2 separate regions of the Macaca mulatta genome follow, and region 2 is linked to region 1. The links are chromatin contacts, called in public Hi-C maps. All regions are on one chromosome and are shown on one strand. The core of a region is the stretch at or near the end of the contact, and the rest is flanking DNA. Distances in the headings are between cores, read along the strand shown.

The links. Hi-C and Micro-C count contacts between places; a contact is called where the count stands out from the background.
Region 2: a contact with region 1 is called in a Hi-C map of fetal cortex germinal zone, with 3 times the contacts expected there. The contact joins the promoter of RAB11A here to the promoter of DENND4A in region 1. A contact is called at or near these places in 4 of 14 Hi-C or Micro-C datasets (CD4 T cells, blood, fetal cortex germinal zone and 1 more).

What each region holds. Positions count from the first base shown.
Region 1 is chr7:43,225,097-43,232,418 of T2T-MMU8v2.0, forward strand. DENND4A (DENN domain containing 4A) reads right to left here and starts at 4,960. Exons shown (of 33, transcript XM_077939608.1): 1 at 4,869-4,960.
Region 2 is chr7:43,316,478-43,323,640 of T2T-MMU8v2.0, forward strand. RAB11A (RAB11A, member RAS oncogene family) reads left to right here and starts at 1,978. Exons shown (of 5, transcript NM_001261789.1): 1 at 1,978-2,134. The coding sequence starts at 2,095. It overlaps TRNAQ-CUG (transfer RNA glutamine (anticodon CUG)), which reads right to left and starts at 1,641; the gene lies at 1,570-1,641.

The DNA of each region.
Region 1 (7,322 bases), core at 3,710-6,209:
TGTTCATACATACAGTTTATTAAAAAATAAACTAGAAGGATACAAATCAAATTCATTACAACAATTTCCTCTGCGAGGGGAGATGAAGGTGAGGAGGATAAAACTGGGGAGAACAAAAGGGACTTTAACATGATCTGTAATATTCAAGAAAGTATAAAGTTCTACACTGCTCTTTTAGAATTCAATGTGATAACTACGATATAAATAGTTATTTTAAATTAAATATATATCTGAAGCAAAAATGAAATATGTTAACATTTTATATGTGGGTATGTGGGTGTACACAGTTTTGCTATTTATTTTTAAAACTTTTCAAAAATAAAAATCTCTCATCTACAAAACAATATTACAACAAAATTAAGAAATTTAATAAAGTTCTGATCTTCATATTTCAGCTTTCATTTGAAAACAAAAACAGCTAAACTGTGTGAGCTTATGTATGTATATACACTTTAACATACATATGGAAAATGCATTTTTACACAGATCAAGAGAGACAGGTTTTAACAAAGTATGTCAGAAACAGTATCTCTTACTATACATTTTAATGACTCACTATTCTCAGTGAAAATAAAGTATAACACTAGTAGGAAAATTCCCTTGATATCTTTCTACCTCTTTCTTTTTGTCTCTTCTCTCTCTTGCTTTCTACTTGTGATTTTTAACAGAAGGAAGCACAAAGAAGGAACTAAGAAAGTGTCACACATTTTAAAAATAATAACAGCCATAGATGAACATATAGGCAGCCCTTCTAACTATAGGATTCCCAAACCTATAATCAAGTAATGTTTCAAAAATGTATCTGTAAATTTGTTGTCTAGAACTCACAGCACACATTCCTATGAAGAAAGTTACAAAAGCATATGAGCACCAGGAAAAAGATACTGCCTGAGGTGTCAGGCTATTGGCAGAGAAACAGGAAAACCTGAGTACACAATATGTACTGATGGTCCAAAAAGCAAAAAAAAAATTCTGACCCAGGGTCTGAGGCCAGAAATCACTATTCATTTATTTACCTTTGTAATCTCAGTAACTAGCAAATTATCTGGCATCTCATAATCAAAGACCATTGCCTACTGACTGACGAAGTAATGGGGAAATGACTAAGTAGAGGAATCCATCAACAGGTGGCACTGTCAACACAGAACAGCTTTGGTGGAAGAAAGAAAAACCTTGGTGAGAAGCAATGTTTAAAGACACAAAAATCCACATACGTAAAACTATTACAAGGTTAGTGCTGGTTATTAAGAGAACGTCTTCATCTAAATTACAAGCTGTGTCTATTATTGTATAATGAAAATAAGCACGATATTTTGGGTTACTTTTGCTAACAACCTTAAGATAATTTTCCTACTGTAGCAATAGTTATTTGGGATTTTCAGTATTTTCTCCTATGACCCTTGAAAATATTTCAATGTCTTTTTCATAATTAAAAGAGTAATAATTGGCTAGGTGCAGTAATCTCAGCACTTTGAGAGGCCAAGGCGGGCAGATTGTTTGGGTTTACGAGTTCAAGACCAGTCTGGGCAACATGGCAAAACCCCGTCTCAAAAAATAGAAAAATTAGCCAAGCATGGTGGCGCATGCCTGTAGTCCCAGTTACTTGAGAGGCCGAGGTGGGAGGATGGCTTGAGCCTGGAAGGTGGAGGTTGCAGTGAGCTGAGATCGTACCACTGCACTCCAGCCTGGGTGACAGAGCCAGGCCTTGTCTCAAAAAAAAAAAAAAAAGTAGTAATTATTCAGAACAGAGAAAAGCACAAAAACTAAAATAAAAATTACCTATAATTCTATCACCCAGGGATAGCATCTCTTACTATTTTATATATCTCCTGCAAATCTTTTTGCCATCTATACCTATATGTTTCTTTATATTCTAATTTTTCTCTTAACATTATATTGTACTTTCTTATGTCAGTACGTTTTAAAAATGATTTTTAGAAGCTGTATCCACCATATAGATTATCATTAATTTCACCATTCCCATATTATAATGCATTTTGACTATTAAAATTGTTCCACTCTTATAAAATGCTATATAAATTAACCACTTCTTGTTTCTTGTTTTCTGAGACAGGGTCTCACTCTGTTGCCCAGGTTGGAGTGCAGTGGCACAATCATAACTTGCTGCAGCCTCAAACTCCTGGGCTCAAGGGATCCTCCTGCCTTGGCCTCCCAAAGGGCTGGAATCACAGGCATGAGCCACCTAATAGGGCCTAAACACTTCTTAAATGTACATTTCTACATTGGTCTTGTAGAATTCAAAGTGATAACTATGATATACAATAATGAAGTGTGGTGTGCTTGACTCCCTCCATCCCCAGCATCCTCCCACAAATTCTACTGAATAAACAATCTATCTGGGGCATTAGATAGTAAAATAAAATAAAATAAGAAAGGAAGAAAAATGTATCAGCTATTCTCAGTCACTCTTCTTCTACCTGTGGTAGGAAAAAGGAAAAATCGCCCAAAGATAAGTCTCTGACATCGGAGAAGGCAAGAATAACAAGTCAATTTTCCTGCTAGAGCAACTTTTGTTTTCCACCTAGAACAACGCACCATCAATTTAAGTAGGAATAGCACAAGATTTGTTATATACCAAACACCTCTATCTGCATCAGTGCTTTAACTAGGTTTTTGTAGGACATAGAATGCTTCAAAAAATTCTGCAAACAACAAAATATAATGTAACTAATACCACTCAGTGGAAAACCAAGTTTTATAATAGCAATTACACTGGCCGGGTGCGGCAGTTCACGCCTGTAATCTCAGCACTTCGGGAGGCCAAGGCGGGCAGATTGCTTGGGCTCATGAGTTCAAGACCAGTCTGGGCAACCTGGTGAAATCCCGTCTCAAAAAATACAAAAATTAGCCAAGCACGGTGATGCACGCCTGTAGTCCCAGCTACTTTTATTTTACAATTCTATTAACCCCAGCTAATTCTATTTTACAATTCTGCCATAATTTTTTAAATGAATTAATAAATGTCATGTAGTCTCTTACTTCTTCTAGCCTCCCAATTATACTAAATACTATTCAAGTTACCAGAACTAGGACAACAGTTCCAGGAACTTGAGAATCAATAACTCTTTAAACCAGTGGTAATTCATGTGGAAAAGTTCAGAACAAATCAGCATCAACTTCCTGGCTCTCTTGCACAGACAAAAAACTCATATTGCTTCACCAATTTTCAAAAATGTAAATTTGTGTCTATAAGTTTAAAACTTGGGCCAAAATGTATTTATATTTATTCCCAATTTGCGACTGGTATCAAGATCAATTAAATTTCTTAGCAAGTACATTGTTATAAAACTCCACAGTGATCCCAGAATGGAAGGGGCTTAAAAAATAATACAAAACAAAAATTAAACTTCACAGTGAAGTAGGTCTATGTTTAATCATTCAGAAAAAGAAAATTATGTAACATATTATATATAATGATGATAACATATGCTATTCTGGACTGAGAGCTGTGGTTCAAAGGGAAATTGTGTAAATGAAGTAAAAATTGCCCATAATGTTTAATTCTGCCCAAAACAAAGTTTTCGAAAAAGAAGCCAAATATAATATTTTATTTTAAGTTCGAACAGGATTCAAACAGCTCAGAAATTTTGTATACTTAAGTTTTCAAAAGTCGAATCCCAGAACCACTATCAACATAAACTGAATAACTTGCTCAAGAGTCCTTGCTTATTACCCAATCTTAAGTCCCCCAGAATACTTTTAAAAATAATCCCAAATGTACTACAATAGATTAGTGTAACCGGGGCTACACTGTTTACAGGTGTCTCCACCTCCTCCCCCAAGGAGAGAAGAGGTAGACTAGGGTAAACAGAAAATAGAATGAGACTATATACACACCAAATAACAGCTTGTAATCTTGCAAGACCGCTTCTTTCACATTCGGGCTATTCTTTTCATTAATGTATAATACATTTTAAAGAATAACATATTCACAGAGTAATACAATTTCTGCCCTCACGGGTCTCTAGCTGGCTGACACGCGTTTTCTCCTTAAATAAATACATGCCTGTTGACTAATGCCTGTCCTGCTGTTGCAAACAAGAAATAACTGTCCTGTAAGACAAAAACCTCTATGGCTCTAGGCGTAACCATACATTTGAATTAAAAGCACATTGGAACAACAACAAAAATCTTCCAGCACATCTGTCATTTAAAAGCACGATAATGAAAAGCTGTCGCTGCGACCCAATTTTAGGTCACAAGCTTTTTACTGTTTTTCCTGCCCCCCCACCTCCAGAAAGCGATAAACTTCAAAGGGAATGGTGGTAACCAGGAATCGTTCCCTTCCCCCACCACACACCATCCCCAAAAAGACTAGAAAAAAACTGGCCAACTTGGACGCTGGCCGCGCTCACGCAGAACCCGTGCCCGCGGGCCGGGGAAGGCTGGACAGACCCTGGGAGGAAAAGTGGGCCTCCAGGCACCCCGGGCTCCCCCCGCCGCCTGTCTCAGATACCGAGCAGGTGGGATTCCGGGAAGCCACCTCCGACTTACGTAACGGGCTTGTCAAAATCCCAGATCCAGGACCTCCCCCTCCCCGCCCCCACTCGCAAATAACAACAGCCCCAGGCCAGCCTGGAATAGAAAATCTGGAATGAAAACACAGGAGCCCCCCACGCGTCCGACGCAGAGGCGCGGGTGCTACTCTCAGCACCGCCACGCCATCCCGGGGCGGACCGAGCCGCGGAGGACCTCCCGGCTCTCAAGAGCTCTCGGGCGGAGGTCGCGGCCATCCATGCCGCCTCCCCGAGCCCGGCCGCCCCGCTCCCGCGCCCCCGGCTGTCACCTCTCCGGGCCGTGACAGCTCCACCTGCCACCGCTGCCCGGGTCGCCGCCCCCGCACTCACCTCCCAGCTGGCTCCCGAGCGAGCAGCGGATCGAGCTTGAAGAGCCGCGCCGGATTCCCTCACGCGCGGCAGCGGGACACGAGAGGCGGAATGCCGCGGCGCTCTGAGCCCGCTTAGCTCATCCCCAGCCCGGCGCTCCGCCCTCCGCGGCACCCCCGCCCGCCCAGGCCTGCCGTCTCAGTCAGACGGGACTCCCCCTCCCCTCGCGGCCGCCACTGCCTCCGCCTCTTTCTCCGACTCCAGCCGCCGCGGCCACCGCTACCGGCGCCATTTTGGCAATGACGGAAGGGGCGGGGGCGGGAATCACGCGCGCGAGCACCAATCGAAGGCCGGATCTAGCCCTAGTGGGAGGAGAGGGCCGGGTTGAGGGTCGTGGGGTCCTAGCGCCAAACTGACGAGGGGGCGGAGAAGGTGGGCGGGACTAAGTCGCCCTACCCTGTGACGTGCAGTGTAGTTGGGGAAACGCACCGTGGTTCCCCGTCGGGTCAGGAGATCCCAAGCCCCAGGCTGGCGTGGGCGAAGCGTACAGTCCCTTCACCTTTCGCCACCCAGAAGCACAAGAGTCCAGTTCGCGCCAACTGACCTGTTTCTTCCTTCCTCTCCGGCACTCCGGGAGTCCTGAGATTGCCTTGCTCGGTTCGTAGGTCTGAGCTTCTCCACCAAGGGTGCTCAGATTCTCCAGGAAACTCCCTTCAGGGTTAGCAACCGCGGAGTAGGTTTCGGTCCCAAGATAGAAAGGTAAAGCGGGGAATTCAGGGGGTTTCTCCGAAAAGTACGTTGATAAAACCCCAGTTGTTGACTGACGGGGTGTCCATTACTTTGGATTAATTGGATACGGCCTACTTGAACCTGACTTTGGCTCTCCACCATTGATGGCTGTTGACAGATGAAGATAATAAAGCTTGATTACCCCCCACGGGGTTGCTCGGGAGTTAAATTGTATAGTACCTGTGAAGTACTTAGTATAGTGCTTGAAAGTACTAAATAAATGTTAGACGTTATTCTATGGACAAATGAAAGAAGAAACAGGACCCTAAAAATCCCTCTGCTTTAAAGTCAACTTTTCCTAAATTGCATAGCCTTTTACTAACCAAGTTTACAACTTTATTTCCTACCTCCAGTTCTTTCATTGTATTCATTCATTCAGTCAACAATCATCGATACAGAGGGTGCTCAGAGGGTGGTGAGGGAAACAAAACCTCCACCTTCAGGAAACTGCAGTTTAGTGGGAGAAGAGGGACAATAAAAAAGTACTTCAGCACTGTTTTTTTGTTGTTGTTGTTGTTGTTGTTGTTTTTTTTGAGACGGAGTCTTGCTCTGTCGCCCAGGCTGGAGTGCAGTGGCCAGATCTCAGCTCACGGCAAGCTCCGCTTCCCGGGTTCACGCCATTCTCCTGCCTCAGCCTCCCGAGTAGATGGGACTACAGGCGCCCGCCACCTCGCCCGGCTAGGTTTTTTGGGTTTTTTTGTTGTTTTTTTTTTTTGTATTTTTTAGTAGAGACGGGGTTTCACCACGTTAGCCAGGATGGTCTCGATCTCCTGACCTCGTGATCTGCCCGTCTCGGCCTCCCAAAGTGCTGGGATTACAGGCTTTAGCCACTGCCCCCGGCCTTCAGCACGTTTTAAGGGGAAACATGCTATAAAGTTTATAAAAATAACTCTGGGGCCAGGCGCCTTTGCTCATGCCCGTAATCCCAACACGCTTAGGGAGGCCGAGGCAAGAGGTTAGCCTGAGAAGTTCAAGACTAGCCTGGCAAAATGGCGAAAACCCTGTCTCCACCAAAAATACAAAAAATTAGCCGTGCGTGCCGGCGTGCGCCTGTGGTCGCAGCTACTTGAGAGGCTGAGGTGGGAGGATCGCTTGAGCCCCAGAGCCGGAGGCTGCAGTGAGCCGAGACTGTGCCACTGCATTCCAGCCTGGGTGACAGAGCAAGACTTTGCTTTAAAAAAAAACCAAAAACAAAACTGTCGAGTTGCATAGTTTAAATATATGTAGTCATCTGTATGTCAGTTAAAGCTGTAAAAAAAACTTTCAACACAGAGCCTTGCTATGTTGCCCAGGCTGGAGTGCAGTGGTGTGATCACGGCTTACTCCAGGCTCGATCTATCCTCCCACCTCAGCCTCTGGAGTAGCTGGGACTGCAGGTGCCCACCACCACACCCGGCAAATTTTTCTATTTTTTTAGAGACTATGTCTCACTATGTTGCCTAAGGCCTGTCTCAAACTCCTGGGGTCAAGTGATCCACCCACCTCAGCCTCCCAAAGTCCTGTGTTTACAGGCATGAGCCATTGTGCTCTACCTTAAAAAAGCTTCTTTTAAGGTCCAGTTGGGAACCCTTCCAGTTCTTTACCCATTGGACACAGATTTAGCCTTTCGTTAGTTGTAAGTGTTGCTATACGTATCAGGTCAATTCCTCTTTGAGGAGTAGCCTGGCGTATCAAAATATTCCACCA
Region 2 (7,163 bases), core at 728-3,227, 88 kb after region 1:
GGTTACCTCCCCAGATGTGGAGGGTGAGATATATTTCAGGTCTTGCTTCTCCCACAGTCTAAGGCTAGGCATTTCTAAATTTATAATTCCAGGCTTTTTACTAGACAGTTCCTTTTTATTTTCTTACCAACTGTATTAGTCCAGGTTCTCTAGAGGAACAGAATGAATAGGATAGACATATATATATATAAATGGGAGTTTATTAAGTAGTATTAACTCGCACAATCACAAGGTCCCACAATAGGCCTTCTGCAAGCTGAGAGGCAAGGAAGCCAGTTTGAGTCTCAAAGATGAAGAACTTATAGTCCAACATTCGAGGGCAGGAAACATCCAGCACGGGAGAAAGATGTAGGCTGGGAAGCTAAGCCAGTCTAGCCTTTTCATATTTTTCTGTCTGCTTTATATTCGCTGGCAGCTGATTAGATGGTGCCCACCCAGGTTAAGGGTGGGCCTGCCTTTCCCAGCCCATTGACTCAGCTGTTAATCAGCTCACTGCGACCTCTGCTTCCCGGGTTCAAACGATTCTCGTGCCTAAGCCTCCAGAGTAGCTGGGACTACAGGCGCCCACCACCACGCCCGGCTAACTTTTTGTATTTTTAGTAGCGACGGGGTTTCACCTTGTTGGCCAGGCTGGTCTTGAACTGTTGACCTCAGGTGATCCACCCACCTCGGCCTCCCAAAGTGCTGGGATTAAGGCGTGAGCCACCGTGCCCAGCCCTTTTTCCACTTTTAAGTACTCTTACGACAACACTGGGGTCACCCAAATAATCCAGGATAATATCCCTAATTTAATGTCAGCTGATTAGCAACCTTAATTTCATCTGTAACCTCAATTCCCCTTTGCCATGTAACCTAACCTATTCAGTCTCTGGGAATTGGGAAGTGGACATCATTGGCAGGTGGTATTCTTCTGCTTGTTCTAGGCACACTTGCCCACAAGTCTAAATCGAGAGTTTGCATATAGGAGGTAGGAGGTGTGACAATAATTGGATAAAGGCTTTTCTGGAATTACAAAATTCTCTTCAAATACAGGGAGGCCCTGCGGCATGATATCTGGCAAATCACTTGAGTCTTAGTATCCAAATTTCCGCTAAAATGGAAATTGCCATCCTTTGCTCGGCATATTAAATGAAATACTTATGTAAACGGACTTAGATTAGAGGCCTACAAATAGGACTCAAGTTCTTGATGAATCTTGATGAGGAGGGTGGGCGAAGTACTCTAAATGAAAACGAGATAGACTGAGAGATTTCCGGAGAGGAGTGAGTGACAAGCGCCTACCCGTGCATGAAGCTGGAGGTAGAAAATTCCAGCAAAAGGAATTTTCAAGTTTCATTGAAGCTTCTGAATTAAAGTTTGAGGGGCCAGGGTTAAAAAAAAAAAGGTAGTGAAGAGGCTCATTAAGACAACCCCCGCCAGGTAGCAGATAGTACCTCAAATGCAGTGGGAAATTTGTGAGTTCTTCATAGGCAAGGATTAAATTTTACATCTCCATGTTAATATATGTCATAGTTGTTCAATTACTTAGTGAACAAAAAAGTTGTTAAGGAAAAAAAAAAGCACCAATGCAGGTTCCACCGAGATTTGAACTCGGATCGCTGGATTCAGAGTCCAGAGTGCTAACCATTACACCATGGAACCGCCACGCATATGTAGTTGCCTTCGGCTCTCTGATCCTTAGACAACCCCGCCCCCATCCACAAACCCACCACTCACAGGCGGTCCCGCCCGGTTCCAGCGAGTCGCTTCCGGGCACGGTAGCTCGAGAAATAAGCAAGAGGCCACTAAGACCACGGTAGCTAGGAATTCCAGGACTCAGTTTCCCCTTTGAGCCTCCTTTAGCGACGAAAGTTTGAAGCCCCACGCATCGCGACTCTCGTGCATACCGCCCTTCTTGGGTTCAGGGACGGGGAGCCGCCCCCGGAAGTACTTCCCCTTAAAGGCTGGGGCCTGCCGGAAGTGGCGCAGCGGCAAGGAGGGGCTCTTCACCCAGTCCGGCAGTTGAAGCTCGGCGTTCGGGTTACCCCTGCAGCGACGCCCCCTGGTCCCACAGATACCACTGCTGCTCCCGCCCTTTCGCTCCTCGGCCGCGCAATGGGCACCCGCGACGACGAGTACGACTACCTCTTTAAAGGTGAGGCCATGGGCTCTCGCACTCTACACAGTCCCCGTTCGGGGACCCGGGACACACTCGGCGGACGTGCCGGCCACCCGTGCACTGATAGAGGCCTGCCTCAGCCCTTCCTTTTTGTGTGGTTCCGTCTCCTACCCAGCTCAGCTTCTCTCCTCCTCAGACAGGGGTCCCCATCACATGCCGCTCTCTGAGCGACCTCTCCGTGGGCCTTGGCTGGCCTCACAGCCCCTCCCTGCGTGTCCTTCCCCTGGCGGACTGCCTTCTCGCATATCGTCGAATTCCTTTCCCTGGGTTCTGCGGCCCCGCCGCCCCTCCCACCATCTCTCTTTTCGGGTGTAGCGCCCCCTCCCCCTCAGCGTACACCTTTCCCGGCTGGCGTCCTCTCCCGAAGCCCCTGTGACGGGTTCTTCGCTTCCCTCTTGGCCTTGCCTTCGGTGCAGACTCCCACTACAGGTCTTTTCTTATCTGCCCCCTTTCCCCCTCGAGCGAGCCTCTTTTCTGCATATCTCCTCCCCTTGTTCGGCCCCCCCTCTAAGCTTCTCGCATCCCGGGTCCAGGACCCGGTAAAATCTGAGCGGGCCAGGGGTCCCCACCCCCACCCTCCGCCCCGCGGTTCTCGCGGTCCTTAACCTTCTCTGACCGCTCCCTCCCCCACTCCCCATTTGGCAACTCTCTCTACCTTCCCTCCCCAGATCGTGTTTAGAGCTCCCTGGTCTCCGTTGCGACCCGGGTGGTGGGAGGGTAAGAGGGATCGACCATCACCCAGTCGCGCACTTGTCGCAGTGACCCGGCAGGCTGACATTACTTCCCACCTAGCCTTTTATTATCTTGCTCTCCCTACTCAGTGGCACACAACCCGGGATAACTCTTTACTCGGTTCGCGAGAAGAGGTTGCGGATGGGTGGTGGCTGTTATCCTTGCCAGACCTGAAGGCCCGGTTCCTGAGCAGGAAAGGTTGTGCGCTGCACAAATACTAGCTTGCTTTATCTCTATGGACTGGTTGCTTCCTGCTGCAACACTGGGAGGATCCAACAGGAAGGGAAGAGCCCTAGTTGGCCACATACCTTTCCCAAAAGGTTGGGGGTAGGAAGGAAGTTGTGTGCTCTTTTGGTCACATTAAATATTTATTATAAGGTACGGAAACATGTAGTGCCCTTGGATAGAACATATCGGAGGGTCAGGGTTGGTTAGAAAGAATTGCTTATTGGTTGAGTCCGGAAGGAATCCAATTTTTTTTTTTAGTCAACGAAGATAAAGGGTACATTTTTCAATAAGAAGAAAGTACAGTAGATGCTTTTATTGTTCAGTGAATGTACTCTCACTCTGATGCTCTTTCTCTGCTCCTGAATTGGGAAGGTAGCCATCAGTAGTGTGCTGAACAAAGATCATTACCACTGAGGAAGAAGCCATTGCTATTAAAGCTTTACTGTGGAGGGTGGAGTTTAAAGAGTGTTAAGCATGGTGACTGTTTCTGTCTTTGCCATTGGGTGCTAAGAATGATTGACTAAACCAAGCAGGAAAGATTTGTTTGCTTTCCCAATACTTTGCAAATCTTGTTATACTAGCCTGCTGTTGTACTCTTGTCGTCTCTTACGCCTCTGACCCAGAATATTCTATTGTATAGGGTGAATACTTTTGGTATCCCCCCTCCACCCCATGCTGGAAAGTACTTTCAGGGTACTTAGTTCATTTTACAAATACAAAACTCAGACCTGGATTACAGAAAGTATACTATAGCATACGTTTTGCCGAAGGTATCTGAGATGATGTGAAATTATTTGAATCTCTTGAGACTTTGGGGTTAAAGGGAGGTTTGTGTTTTAAAATATGGTATAATGGTAGTGTGCCTTTATAAAGGCTGTCTTTGAAGTAATTAATTCAGAACAAGATAGACCGTCAGGGTATTTCTCCTATTTGGTTTGAACTGGAATGTTGGTTATACAAGGTCCTTTTATTTTTTAACAAAGAATATTAAATATTCTGAATTGGCCTAAAGTATTTCAGCTTTTTGATTAGACCATCCTTCTAGCAACGATTGAGAGCACCGAGCTTTGGAATTAACGTAGATTTCGGTTTAGATCCTGACTCAGGTCTTATATTTACTATATGACCTTGGAAAAGTTAACTTTTCTGAGTCTCAGTTCTCTCATTTATGTAAAGGAAAATACCTGTCTCTTAAGATTGTTGTGAGAGTTAAATGAGACTATTTGTAAAATTTTAACCATGAGGACTCAATAAATGGTAATAATGTGAAAGAAGTTACTGTGGTTTTGTCAGTTTTTTTTTTTTTTTTTTTTTTTTGAGACAGGGTCTCGCTCTGTCCCCCAGGCTGGAGTGCAGTGGCACAATCAAGGCTCACTGCAGTCTCGGCCTCCTCAGGCTCAGGTGACCCTCCCACCTCAGCCTCCCTAGCTACTCTCTAGCTCCTAAGAGTAGCTGAGACTACAAGAGTGCAGCACCACGTCCAGCTAATTTTTTTTTTTTTTTTTGTAAAGACAGGGTTTTGCCATGTTGCCCAGGCTGGTCTCGCACTCCTGGACTTAAGCAATCCACCTGCCTCAGCCCCCGCCAAGTGCTGGGATTATAGGCGTGAGCCAGTGTGCCTGGCCTTTGTCGGTTTTTTGAACCTTAAATGTAGGTTCAACTACAACAGCGTTTAAATATTATTAAAAAAACATAAAACTGGAAACTTCTAATGCATTTTATTTTTCCATGGGTTATGGTTTCATTTTGTTGTGCATTTTGCTGTTTAAGATAGGGTATTAAAACTTCTGCTGAGGAGGATTTCTACTTTTTTGTTTTTGAGATGAAATTTCGCTTTTGTTGCCCAGGCTGGAGCTCAATGATGCGATCTTGGCTCACTGTAACCTCTGCCTCCTGGGTTCAAGCGATTCTCCTGCCTCAGTCTCCCGAGTAGCTGGGATTACAGGCATGCACCACCACGCCCGGCTAATTTTGTATTTTTAGTAGAGACGGGGTTTCTCCATGTTGGTCAGGCTGGTTTCAAACTCCTGATCTCAGGTAATCCACCTGCCTGGGCCTCCCAAAGTGCTGGGATTACCGGCATGAGCCACCGTGCCTGGCCAGATTTCTAATTTTTTAAAGCTCTTACAGGATATGAGTCACTTTTTTCTTTTTTTTTTTTTTAACTTCAATACTGATTATTTAGCCAATTTCTTATTTATACAAGTATCCTGCTTTAAAGTGAAGAATGATTTTATTTTAAAATAACTTTATTGTACAGAGATTTATTCACTGAGATGGACTGCAGCTGTTTGTACTTAGACTTAACCTAGCAAATGCAATAGTTGAGGAAATTGGAGTTAGTTTGTAACTAACAAGTTGAAAATAAAGGGATATTTTAATTAATAGGGGATGGAGTGGTCTAAATAGGAATGTAATGTGGGACGAGCAGTACAATTATTCTAAATTATGACCTTTATTTAAGCCCAATAGTGAGACTTTTGGTGGGAGGGAATTAGTTTTATTTTATTTAAACTTTTTATTTTTAAAACTTTAATTTTGTATTTACAAACAATGTGGTTAAGGCCCTGTGGGACGTAAGTAAGCATCAGTCATAATTTCTGTTTACAAATATTGTGTGGTAGGCACCAATCCAAAGTTACATTTTCTGAAAATACCTGGATACATAGTCTATTGCTTAAGACATTTTCTTTTCAATCACATTGGAAGTCAGTAGTAATTAACCGTCAGCTGATTGTCAGTATAAATTATCATGGAAACTTTGCTGTCTTGCATCTTGTTAGTAGTTTTTCTTTCACAAGTTTTGGTTGAGCAACTCAGATTCTGCTGAATCTGGAAAAACTTGTCTAGACTTGAGCCTTATTGTTTGCATTATATATATAATTCTTTCTCTCTCTCTCTCTCTCTCTCTCTCTCTATATATATATATATATATATATATATTTTTTTTTTTAGGCAGGGTCTCCCTCTGTTGCCCAGGCTAGAGTGCCATGGCACAGTCATAGCCCACTGCAGCCTCAAATTCCTGTGCTCAAGAAATCCTCCTGCCTCAGCCTCCCAAGTAGCTGGAACTACAAATGTACTCCACCATGCCTGGCTTCTTTTTTTTTTTTTTTAAGACTATCCTACTTACAGAAATAAAAATTTCTTTTTTGTGGAGATGGGGTCTCCCTACATTGCCCAGGCTGGTCTCAAACTCCTGGGCTCAAGGGATCCTCCCACCTTGGCCTCCCAGAGTGCTGAGATTACAAGCATGAGCCACTGTGTCCCACCTTGAATGCATTGTATATTAAAAACTTTTGAGGAGGTTGGACTGTATGAATATAGTTGAAAGAATAGAAATGTCTCGAAATTTATGAAAACCAGAATGAAAATTACCAGTTATTCTTTCAGGTGGTAACTTTTAGGGTTGAGGTACTGTCTTTGATGAATTATATTTTGGTCCAGTAAATTAGTTTGCAAGAGAAAGTATAAAACTAAATGTAGTTGAAGAAGCAGAAATTTTTAATTAAACAATGGATAATTAATATGTATATTCTGCTTTTATGCATTTAGCAGCTTGATATTTAGTATTAGGTATTTGCGATGATACTCAAATACGGTAGGTGTCTAGCTGATAACTTTTTTTTGAGACAGAGTCTTGCTCTGTCGCCCAGGCTGGGGTGCAGTGGCCGGATCTCAGCTCACTGCAAGCTCCGCCTCCCGGGTTTAGACCATTCTCCTGCCTCAGCCTCCCGAGTAGCTGGGACTATAGGCGCCCGCCACCTCGCCCGGCTAGTTTTTTGTATTTTTTAGTAGAGACGGGGTTTCACCGTGTTAGCCAGGATGGTCTCGATCTCCTGACCTCATGATCCGCCCGTCTCGGCCTCCCAAAGTGCTGGGATTACAGGCTTGAGCCACCGCGCCCGGCCAACTTTTTTTTTTTTTGAGACGGAGTTTCACTCTTGTTGCCCAGGCTGGAGTGCAATGGCGTGATTTCGGCTCACTGCAAAACCTCCGCCTCCAGGTTCAAGTGATTCTCCTGCCTCAGCGTCCTGAGTAGCTG